Regions from separate parts of the Ovis aries genome. Here region 1 is linked to region 2. A link is a contact called in public Hi-C data. All regions are on one chromosome and are shown on one strand. Each heading gives the region's core, a stretch centred on a gene start, on an enhancer-like site or on the middle of the called end of the contact. The rest is flanking DNA. Distances are from core to core; before and after follow the strand shown. Region 1 holds the start of PGM3 (phosphoglucomutase 3). Region 2 holds the start of DOP1A (DOP1 leucine zipper like protein A).

What was found. Hi-C and Micro-C count contacts between places; a contact is called where the count stands out from the background.
Region 1: a contact with region 2 is called in a Hi-C map of liver, with 2.4 times the contacts expected there. The contact joins the promoter of PGM3 here to the promoter of DOP1A in region 2. A contact is called at or near these places in 3 of 16 Hi-C or Micro-C datasets (hypothalamus, liver and muscle).

What each region holds. Positions count from the first base shown.
Region 1 is chr8:10,371,854-10,377,744 of ARS-UI_Ramb_v3.0, reverse strand. PGM3 (phosphoglucomutase 3) reads left to right here and starts at 4,010. Exons shown (of 13, transcript XM_004011129.5): 1 at 4,010-4,079; 2 at 5,568-5,773. The coding sequence starts at 5,570. It overlaps RWDD2A (RWD domain containing 2A), which reads right to left and starts at 3,875. Exons shown (of 2, transcript XM_004011130.5): 1 at 2,572-3,875; 2 at 1-1,523. The coding sequence starts at 2,772. The coding sequence ends at 846.
Region 2 is chr8:10,227,143-10,232,884 of ARS-UI_Ramb_v3.0, reverse strand. DOP1A (DOP1 leucine zipper like protein A) reads right to left here and starts at 2,115. Exons shown (of 37, transcript XM_060419385.1): 1 at 2,015-2,115.

The sequences.
Region 1 (5,891 bases), core at 2,761-5,260, 140 kb before region 2:
ACAGGGGCTATTATCATTAAAATAAACTCATTTTAACGAAGGCTGGTGAAGACTGCGGAGCTTGAAATTTTCAGAAGAGATGGTGGTGACATCACTTTTGTCCTCTAGGAAGGTGACGGTGCAGGGCCATCCACACTGGTCCTTCCCAATGCCCTTGCCCCACAGAACGATGCAAACTGGCACAGGGAAGAAGACCCAAGTGCACAATCTGTGGGACACTGTGTGGGCAAGAAACCGTATTTGGTTCTGTGGAGACGAACCCAGCAAGAATACGGGTACATGATCCTTAGTATTATGAATCAATCGACGTAAACAGCACAGGGCACAGCGTCACCACCCTTAGCATTTGCTTTTACTAAAAGGAAAAACCCCACATAGAAGAGTTTAAGTTAAAGTAAGAAACGTGTAAACACGTGTTCTTAGTTCCTATTTTCAACTTGACTGAGAAAAATGTGTGGCGTCCCCTGCCTGCTAGCACCAGGAAAAGGAGAAATGTTAACATTTATGAGTTCATAGCTGCAGTTTGACCACTGCCATTCAGCTGGGCTTTGAAAACTCTTTTTTTAATCAAATTAGCTTCACTGGTTAGACTGACTGGTTTTTATTAGTGTACCATGAACTAGTTTTCAATTAACGCAAGAACATAGAGGTAACATCACCATCACAGTTATAAAGTTAAAAGGCTTATGTGTTTGTTTCAATACCAGGGAAAAATACTGGAGCTAGGTTTCCCCACTGACGATGCTAACCAGCTACTAGTCCTTTTATTTTGCTTTTATTAATAGAAATATACCTTTGTGAGCTTAGTTATGTAGGCCTCTTCATAGAGGCCTCTTCATAGCTTCCTAGGAGTCAGAACTTTTGCTTTCAATACCAAATAATATCTGGAAAACATGCTCACTTTTGTGTTTTTTGAGGAATTCCAAGAACTGGCCCAGATTCATGTGATAGTCATTCCTCAAGCCGTAGTCACCGTGGGCCTCAAGGAGTAATTCTTCAAAAGAATGGAAAAGGCGCAGGTCTTGCCCATCTCCTTCTGTTTCGATACTCTCCGCATGCTTACAGGAAATGTGTTTCCAGTTGGGGTACCTGATTGTGTGCCAGAATTCCTCACAGTGCTCTTTGAAGCCCTCCACACAGATTATCCCTGGCTTTCCTGTCATGCAAAATCCTGTCACGTCCAGCCTCTTCCCGACCTCCAGGATCTTTTTGCGGAGGTCCTGCTGATAGATATGGTGACTGTAGATCCACATGCGGAGGAAGGTGTTCTTGACTGGCTTTGCTTGTGTCGATGGTTCGTCCACGAGCTTTCTGTTCAGGAAGTAGGAGGCACTGTTGTCTTGTAACCACTGGATGGCCGCACACACACAGAGCTCCCCTGGATCAAAAGTCCCGATGTACGAAGTGAGGCCTTTGTTGAGAAGCAGCTGCTGCTGTCTGTCAAGTTCTGGTGACCGTGCAAACATCTGCAGCGCTACATAGGGGTAGCTGTGAGGCATGGTTACTTGCAAGTCAATTTTCACCTCAAAATGAAAAGCAAATATATTTAAGTACCGTGAAATCACATAAGCTAGTTTATCAATGGCCACTGCATGATTCTGATCAAGGTATCAACAATAGTTACTGCTTCTGTTACATGTCAGCTGTGTGCCAGACACTGCACAACTTCACAAACACAATTTTACACACAGACACAAACTCCTTCCAATGATGCATTCATTCCTTCCAATATTCATCAAACACCGAGCACGTGTCAGGTACCCTATGCTGAAAAAATTGTTTCAAGATATTTCTTCTTCACAAGAAGCTAGACCTTAGTTCTGTCCTTCATGAAGTGTAGAGCCTAGTGAAGGGGGCAGACATTAAACAAATCATTACACGCAGCAAGTATTTCATTGTAAAGGCGAGAAGCATGGCCATGAAAGAGCAGAGGGATCCACTGAAATGTGTCACCAGGGGGGCTACCTGAGGTCTGGGGAGCCAGGGAGTCTCGCCTGAAGGAATGGTGACCCAAGGCTGAGTAAGTAAATAACAGGGGTTCTCAAATGCCTGGACCACTTGTTACATGGGTGATGCTAACCCTGCTGGAGATAAACAGATCAGAAAATGAAGGTCAATTCATTTTCAGAATTTAGATTTTCTACCTGTATTTGCTTTCAGGGTCATGGTGCCACCAAAGAAACAGTCATTCACTCCTTAAAAACAGTGCTGCCAAAAAGACAACATTGAGATCTGGGGAAGTCATAACGTATGTACCAGACAGTCCATACTACAGTAGCAGGACTCGTTCAACTGGACGAGTGACAGAAAAATGGCACCATAAGACTGCAAGGTGTGTTTAATAAAAACACCGGGCCTATTGCTTTAAAAGGTGAGCATATGTGTGTAAAAGTCAAGATCTTTATTGAGACAACTAACATCCCATATCTTCCTTTCAAACACGTAAAGGAAATATGCATCTGGAATATTCTCTATCTGCTTCTTGGAGAGGAAGCTCAGGCTCCAAGTGTTTTCAATAAAACCTGGGAACCTGGCAACATGGCAACAAGGAAAACAACTCAAGGCACCTACCTTGGGCTCCTCGATCTGCAGGGTGATCACAAATTCGATTTTTGGTGGCAGCGCCTCCCTTATGCCGTCCAAGTATCTCTTTATGTTCGTCAGGGCATTGACATCTTCAAGTTTTACTTCTCCTTGGTTAGGAAACATAGAAAACAGCATTTCCATCTCCAGCAGCTGAAGCTGAAGGCATTCCTTCATTGAAGCCGACATGCTGACTCGAAATCAACCTGCCAGGAAAACCGGAAAGGCCCAGGGACACTGGGGTTGTCAACGTCGGCGGTGTCCAGGGAAATTTCCCGCAGTTCCCTTTCCGTGGTAGCCGCTCTGCAGGAGCGGTATTACGCACCGAGAGCTATGTGCACAAAGCAGGACACTTACACTCTTCCGCTTTATTTCCTGACCCCCAAATCTAGCAGACGCATATCCCAAGATGCGTCGTTAAAATTCAGATTCTCTCTCCGTGCCCCCCTCCCCCCCAACCCCGGTCCGATCTGGGTCCAGGTAATCTGGATTTTCAACAAGTGTTCAGAGTTATCCCGTTGCAGATGGCTGGCAAGCACCACTTGCGGACACTGCAAGCTTGAATTCTGGGAAGGGCGAGGGGCCCAGCTTCCAAATCCCACCCAGGTGCGGGGCTTGGGCGGCGGTGTCCGTAGCGACCAGAGAGGCCCGCAGTATCGTCGAGGCAAGGATTAGGATCCCCGGGCTCCGGGGGTCTTCTGGGCCCCGCCGCGTTCCACGCCAGCTGCAGCCCCCGCGGCCTCTGTGCCACAGAGCCCTACCCGGTGGGCTTTTCGCCTCACCCCGGACCAGGACGGCAAATGAGTCCCGATGATTTGGATCCACCTGGTTTCTGCCCTCAAGGGTTCTGGCTTAATGAGAGGGGTCTTCCCGGTAAATAAAATGGCGTTTTATGCGAGCTGGCGGGGAGGGGAGGAGCGGCTCGAGAAAGCTTCCCAGAAGAAAACGTTTGGGAGATGAACCTCGCGAGTAGAGAAGGGGGGCGCGGGGAGCCGAGTGGCGCTCACTGGGGCTGGGATCACCTTGTTAGAGGCCCCGTTTCGGGGCTGGTACCCCCTCCCCACTCAGGACCACTCGGAACCCCGGCTTCCCAGGAACGTGGGCCTGCCACCCTCTGAGACCCGAATTTGGAGTCAGGGGCTGCGTTTTTTTTTGCCGGTCGCAGCGCTCTGAGGGCCCGCGACCCTCAGCCCCAACCCCCGGACAACCGCGGGGGCCTCACCCTTCCGGGTCATTCAAAGGGAAACAGCCCCAAACCCTCTGTCAACCTCGCTAAGCGGATCCGCAGCTCCGCAGGCGCGAGCCGCGCGTGACGGGCACGGAGGCGGGGCGGGGCCCGCAGGCCGCCCCCCGTGCTGATTGGCTGAGGGGCGGGGCAACGAGCCGGAAGCCACGCAGAGCCACGTCTTCGGATTCTCAGCGCCGCAGTCGGTTCTCGGCGCTGCTGCGAGGAAGGTGGTCCGTGCGGTGAGGGTGAGGGGAGTGTCTTGGCGGAGGTGAGCTGGGCCCCGAGGCTTGGCGGCGAGAACGGGACGTTGCGGTGGGCGGGCGTTCGGCCACCCGAGAGGCTAGTGGGCATCTGGCGGACTGAGCTGCGGGCCGCGAGGGGCACGCCTACTCGTCCCCGGGCTGGTGAGCGGGCTGGAGGCTCGGGCCCGAGGGTCGAGCTAGGGGAAGGGGTCTCGTCCATCACCTCAGTGCGGGCCTCAAGGCTGGGTGCCAGGAAACGTGGGCAGATTCTGGGGCGAGGAGTTAGGGGAACTAACCAGGTGCTGAAGGTTGAATAGAGGGAAGGGGATCGTTCTAGGCTTTTTTGAGTGGTCGCAGTTTGGACTTGACGGTACTTTCAATAAAAACCTTTGCATACTCATCAAAAGTAGTTTTAGGACATAAAACGCTTGAAATGACGGAAGCATTTTATCTTGACTTTTTTATTTTAAAAAAGACTTTTGGATGAAACAGGTTTACGCCCTTATGAATAATTATGGTATATTGCCAACTGGTCAGTTTTTAATGAAATGTCTTCATGCTTGAAAAATAGATTTGTCCACTCTAGGTCAAACTAAATTAGCTTCCTAAATGCCAGTTTTTTCCAGCTGAACAAAAACATATAACTGTTGTTCATTGAAGTAATGAAGGACAATAAAGAAAACAAGGAAGTCTAGTGGGCTACAGGCTGACCTTTGACTTTAAAGGTAAAAGGAAGATGTTGCTTGTTAATGAGAGCTTAATTTAGAAGGGCGTCAGGATCCTCATGAAAATACAAAAATCCACCCCATGGTGTATGTGGAGGTCTGTCTTGGAGGGGAGGTTTTTCCCCTTTGCTTTTCCTTTGGGAATCAGTCTCTGTAGCCTGGGAGGAATAGCAGAACTTCACAGATTTCCCAGATGTTTTGCATGTGCAGCTTAGGTCCACTTGAGAATGTGACTTCAGGCCTCAGTCCATCAGCAGTAAGCTAGACCCAGAATTCAGTTTTCCCATTTATAAAATGAGGTGATTCCTGATCATGTAGGATTTTGTGAATCGTAAGTGGTCATATGTGTGGATTTATTTCTAGGTGCTCTGGTTCTATTCTACTGATCTTTTTTTATACCAAGGCCATACTGTTTTGATTACTGTAGCTCTGTAGTGTACTTTGAAATCAGGAGTGTGGTGCCTCCAGCTTTGTTCTTCTCAAGAGTGCTGTGATTATTCAGCATCTTTTGTTGTGCTGTGGAATCTTCAGTTTAGTTGGAAGTGGACTGTTTAAAAGTTTGCCTTGTGTCCAGGAATTGTTGGGGACAGCCTGATTTCTGTCCTGAAGTGGACAAAACAGGTAATGCTAACCCACGGATGTATTCTACTGTTCTTCCCTCTCAAACGTAGGCCTCTTTGGGGAAGATCAGAATGAGGCAGATGTATTAGTTTGGGATGACAGGTTTTGAAGCAAATAGTCCATGGAAGATTTCTTATTATACCTGAAAAATATTCCTTTATTTTGCAGACATGGATTTAGATGCCGTTACAAAGCAGTCAGTGTTACATGCCAAGCCTGACGGGCTCATTCTTCAATATGGGACTGCTGGATTTCGAACGAAAGCAGAACATCTTGATCATGTCATGTTTCGAATGGGATTATTAGCTGTCCTGAGGTCAAAGCAGACAAAATCTGCCATAGGAGTCATGGTAACAGCGTCGCACAATCCTGAGGTAATGCATATAGTGCTCCAGTAAGAGAGGCTTATGTTTCCAAGACCAAACTTTAGTTTCTGAGCACTTTGACCCCAGTTCAAGTTCTAATTCTAGTACTTTGCTTTGTCCTTGTTCT
Region 2 (5,742 bases), core at 866-3,365:
GAGCCTGGCGGGCCACAGTCCAAGGGGTTGCAACGATTCAGACACGACTGAGCAGCTAAGTACAGGACATGCACGCTCCCATTTTATTTGCTACAGAACTCTGTTTGGAGGCAGTAAGAGTATTAATGGGTTCAGAAGAGTGTTAAGGGAAAACAGTTTGGAAAACTCTGATTCTATGAAATTCTCTTAGATGACAAAACTGAGGCCTAGAGAGATAACACCCGGTCAGCAGAACAAAGGTCTTGAATGAAATCTCTCCTTCCCAGGCCACAGAGTTCTTTCCCGTAGTTTAACTACCAAATAGGACTTCTTTGACTGCATATACTCAAACATTTAATTCTGTCTGCCCGCAATGCAGGAGATCGAACCGGGTTCGATCCCTCCGTCGGGAAGATCCATGGAGAAGGAAATGGCAACCCACTCCAGTACTCTTGCCTGGAAAATTCCATGGACTGAGGAGCCTGATAGGCTACAGTCCATAGGGTCGCAAAGAGTTGGACACCACTGAGCGACTTCACTTTCACTTTATATTTACATTTTGGTTACACTATTACATTTCCAACCCACTCCAGTACTCTTGCCTGGAAAATCCCAAAAACGGAGGAGCCTGGTAGGCTGCAGTCCATGGGGTCGCTAAGAGTCGGACACGACTGAGCGACTTCTCTTTCACTTTTCACCTTCATGCATTGGAGAAGGAAATGGCAACCCACTTCAGTGTTCTTGCCTGGAGAATCCCTGGGATGGGGGAGCCTGGTGGGCTGCCCTCTCTGGGGTCGCACAGAATTGGACAGGACGGAAGCGACTTAGCAGCAGCAGCAGCATTACATTTCCAGGTTTGTGTATTAAGTTAGATATTTTTACTTCTTACAATCTAGTCTCTGGCTCCTAATAATCAGGGTCACCCGGAGATCTGCTATTGTCTTACTAAATTCTGGGGAATGATTTAGTTCTGAGCAGCTGAAAGTAATCATTTTAAAAGAAAGCATTTGTATTACAACTGGTTTTAATTTTCTTTAGTTGTAACTTCTGTCAGCTCAAGGAAATCGCGTTGTTTATCAGGTGAACAGTCAGCACATAAAACCGACATGTAATCCACAGCAAAACACAAGATATAATGTCCACATCAAGAGAGCCAACAACATCAAAACTGAGGGATCTTTGTCTTTCTACAGTTCAGGGCTTACTTGTCAGGCAAAAACTTCAGTTTCCTATCTTTTTTGTATTTATTTTAAAAAATGTTTTGACTGCTTTACAGTCTCCAGATTTTTCCCATCTTTCTTTCTCAAACCCTACAGAACTCTGAAAGTGTAGGAATAACCAAAACACAATGTACTTGGCTTTAAAAGAGTAGTTGTGCGCTACTGCCCTTCCCTCCCCTGGGTAGGCGAGAATGAAGGAAAACTAACAAGTGACTATTGTTACGGTGCAACTTTAAAAGGCTTGGGAATCAAAGGTGATGCCCATTAACAACTTCCTTATGACTAATGTGACTTCCTCTAATAAACTTCTACACTCCTTTCCAGCCCCCACCCCCTACATGGACTATTAACCAGGGCGGGCATTCTCGTCTCTTCAATCATGAACCCCCCCTAGATGCAAGAGACAGTATGATGATGCCTCGATTCCAACAAAGAAGTGAGTCCGCGCGATCTGCTCACACAGGTGCGACCGCCGCCCCAACCCCGCGTACCGCGCGCCCCCTGCGCAGGAGGCTCGGCCCGGCCACCCGACGCCCCGGCCCCGCCTCCGGCCCCCGGGGCCCCGGCCCGCCCTCGCGCCGCCGCCGCCCGGCCCCGGCCCCCAGTCCCGCCTTCCTGGAAACCGCGGGGCGGCCGGCCGGCGGGTTTCGCGGCTTCCAGGCGGGGCTCGGGCGGCAACACCCCCGACGCTACCGCAGGCGGACCCACCGGGCGTCCCAGCGGCTCAGGGACGAGCCGGGCCGAGGAGGCCGCTCCGGGCCGGAGGCCCCGGCCTCGCAGCCGCGCTGGGGGAGGCGGGGCGGGGACGCTGTTACCTGCCGGGGGCTCGGCCGCTCCTGCCGGCGCCGCTCTCCTGGCAACCGCGGCAGCGACACGGAGGTCGGGAGCCAGACGGCCTAGTGACAGCTCCCAGTGTGCACCGCGCCCGCGCCCACGCCGGCGTCGACGTCCGCGGCCCTCCATCCCCGCCCCCGGTCCGTTCCTCGCCTCCCGGCGCTCGCTGTCGCCGCAGCGCCCTCAAGCGGACCGTCGCGGAAGCGGTCCATCGCCACCAATGAACGGAGTAGACCTGTAGCCGGTGTTTTCCATTTGCTGGTGCCAGCCTCATCAGGATGGATGGAGAGATGGAAGGGATGCTAGGAGTTGGAAATAGCTTTTAAATATTCTTCAAGTAATGATTTAAGTGTTTATTTAAATTGTTTAACTGATTCCTCAATATTTCATGTGAGGAACTCCAAACCTAGAGAGGTTAAAAGACTTGGGAAGTTAGAAAACAAATAGTTGCTATCACATTAGGAGCTCTTCTGATTGCAGAACTCGAGAATCACGTAGTTACAAGAACTGCACCCTGGTGCCTAAAGTGTAGGGTCAAAATGGTTTCTTTTGCAAATGTGTGACTATATATCAAATATAACAATTCTTAAAAATAATCAAACATCAATTGTGAAGAGAATGCTACATTAAGAATGTTACATAGGGAATTCCCAGGTGGTACAGTGCCTAGGATTCTGCACTTTTACTGCAGTGATCCAAGTTCAAGCCCTGGTCTAGCAACTAAGATCCTGCAAGAGGCCCATTGCACACACACACACACACACACACACACACACACAACAGAAAAGAAAAGAAAAAGAAAGAATGTTAAGTATTTCAATATATGTTACTACTTGAGCACTTAATAGCCTTGAATATTAAAGGTACAAGATAGGAGGAGCCAAAATAGTGGAGAAAAATAATAAATTAGTATAGCATATATATATATATATATATGGAAAAGAATTTTGTTTAAGCTGCATTGATGACCATAACCTCGGAGAGACAGATTCAAGAAGCACTTGAATTATATTCCACTGGACTACAAAATGGGGGTGGGTTATAAAGGCAGAAGGCCCCCAAATCATAAGATATTTGTCAATAATTAGGATTGGAGCTGGCAAAAAGGGTGCTTGTTATGTGAGGGTTGACTGAAGTCTGAAATGGTTACATAGTTACAAGAGGAGAGCTTGAGACTATAAAGTTGCAACTGGCAGCTGCTAGCAGCAAAGCTTAGGTGTCCTTGGATGTGATACAGTTCAGAAAACTTCTCAGTAATACAAGCACATGTCTGAAACCATGTCCATGGTGGCCACCTGGCTCCCTTTGGAATGTCTGAACCACAAATCCTCAATTTTTTAATGCATTTTTTACTTTAATGGTTGACGTAGATGTATGATGCTTTTTTTTTTTTTTTTTTGGCTATACCAGTTAGCACTTGGGATCTTAGTTCCCTGCCCAGGGATTGAACCTGTGCTCACTGAAGTGGAAGCATAGTCTTAATGACTGGATAGCCAGGGATATCCCCAGTGCATATTTAATAGGCCACAAATAGGCGGTTTTGGTTAGCCTAAAGTTCCAGTTAAATCTTCTATAAGCCAGCATGTTTCTTAATATATGAAATTTTCTTCCATCAAAACCATCGTCTTTTGTCATCACTGAGATGAAATAGCAGTAAACTTCTTCTAACTGTGCTGTTACCTTCATCCATGATTTTGAATTATTCTGATGGATACAGGAATTTGTGAGGCAAAACAATAAACTTTAATATCTTCAAATATGGATTTTAGAAAAAAATGTCATAAACTAGTATCAGAATATGACTTTATTATTTGCTTACAAAATATTCAAATTAACATGTCCAGTGTGTAATAATTATGACTTCAAAATGATAAAATGGAAAATCAATAAACATATTAATACAATTTTCTACATACAAGTAATCATTGTTTCTGTTTTTTTTTAAGCCTCTTGTTTTAAAATAATTATTATAATTCTACCTTGGCCTTACATTTCAATATTTTCCCATGATGAGTACTTACGTTTGGAGAAGGAAATGGCAACCCACTCCAGTGTTCTTGCCTGGAGAATCCCAGGGATGGGGGAGCCTGGTGGGCTTCTGTCTATGGGGTCGCACAGAGTTGGACCAGACTGAAGCCACTTAGCAGCAGCAAGTACTTCCATAGATCGTTTACTGGGTCAAACGTTCCAAAATCACCTTCCAGTAGTGAGGCAGGCCTGGGACCTGGGATCCTTTGCTGCAGTGATGCAGTGTTTGCACCTGGACACATCTCTCCTCCAGCAACAAAATACAAACAAGCTATATGGGACTAAAAGTAGCTGTGTGCATGTGCAGTTAGGGCAAATTCTGGACAAAAGATACAAAGAGACCAAAAAGTGGGAGACCACTCCCTCTTCTGCAACAGGGGGCCCAGTACAGCCTTGCCTGGATAGTAAGGAGGCCAAGAACCCTGGCCAGTAACAGTAACAATGAGATTACAGATTTCTCTGAGTCAGTTTTTACTTTTGCAAAAGTCAAGAGTAGGAATGTACATATAGAGTCATTCTCATCTTCCTCTTTTCAAGAGTTACAGGAATGCTTATGGAGAGAGTGTAGAGAAAAGAGAACTCTTGCATTCTTGGAGGGAATACAAATTGATACAATCACCACGGAAAACAGTGTGAAAGTTCCTTAAAAAACTAACAACCACCAAATGACCTAGCAATCCCACTACTGGGCATATATCCTGAGAAAACCATGTATCCTAATGTTCACTGCATCACTATTTACAAAAGCCAGAACACAGAAGCAATCTAAATGTCCATCTACAGATGAATGGATAAAGAAGATGTACATGGCACCCCACTCCAGTACTCTTGCCTGGAAAATCCCATGGATGGAGGAGCCTGGTGGGCTGCCGTCTATGGGGTCGCACAGAGTCGGACACAAATGAAGCGACTTAGCAGCAGCAGCAGTATACATATATGACGGAATATTGCTCAACCATAAACAGGAATGAAAGTGGGTCATTTGTAGTGATCTGGATGAACCTAAAGTCTGTCAAATAGCATGGAGTCAGAAAGAGAAAAATACTGTGTATTAACACACACATATGAAATCTAGAAAAATAGTTCTGATTAACCTATTTGTAGGGCAGGATAGAGAGGCAGACATAAAGAACAAACTTGTGGATATATACATATATATATATATGTATATATTATCTAAGGGCTTCCCTGGTAGCTCCGCTGGTAAAGAATCTGCCTGCAATGCAGGAGACCCTGGTTCGATTCCTGGGTTGGGAAGATCCCCTGGAGAAGGGATAGGCTACCTAACTTCAGTATTCTTGGGTTTCCCTGGTGGCTCAGATGGTAAAGAATCTGCCTGCAATGCGGGAGACCTGGGTTCGATCCCTGGGTTGGGAAGATCCCCTGGAGGAGGGCATGGCAACCTACTCCAGTGTTCTTGCCTGGAGAATCCCCATGGACAGTAGAGCCTGGTGGGCTACAGTCGATGGGGTCACAAAGAGTCGGACATGACTGAGCAACTAAGCACAGCACAACATATATTATGTAAATGTGACTCTCTCTATATATATGTGTGTGTGTGTGTGTGTGTATGGGGCTTCCTGGATGGCTTAGTAATAAAGAATCCTCCTGCAATACAGAAGATGCAGGAGACGCCACGAGTTTGATCCCTGGTTCAGGAAGATCCTTTGGAGGAGGGCAT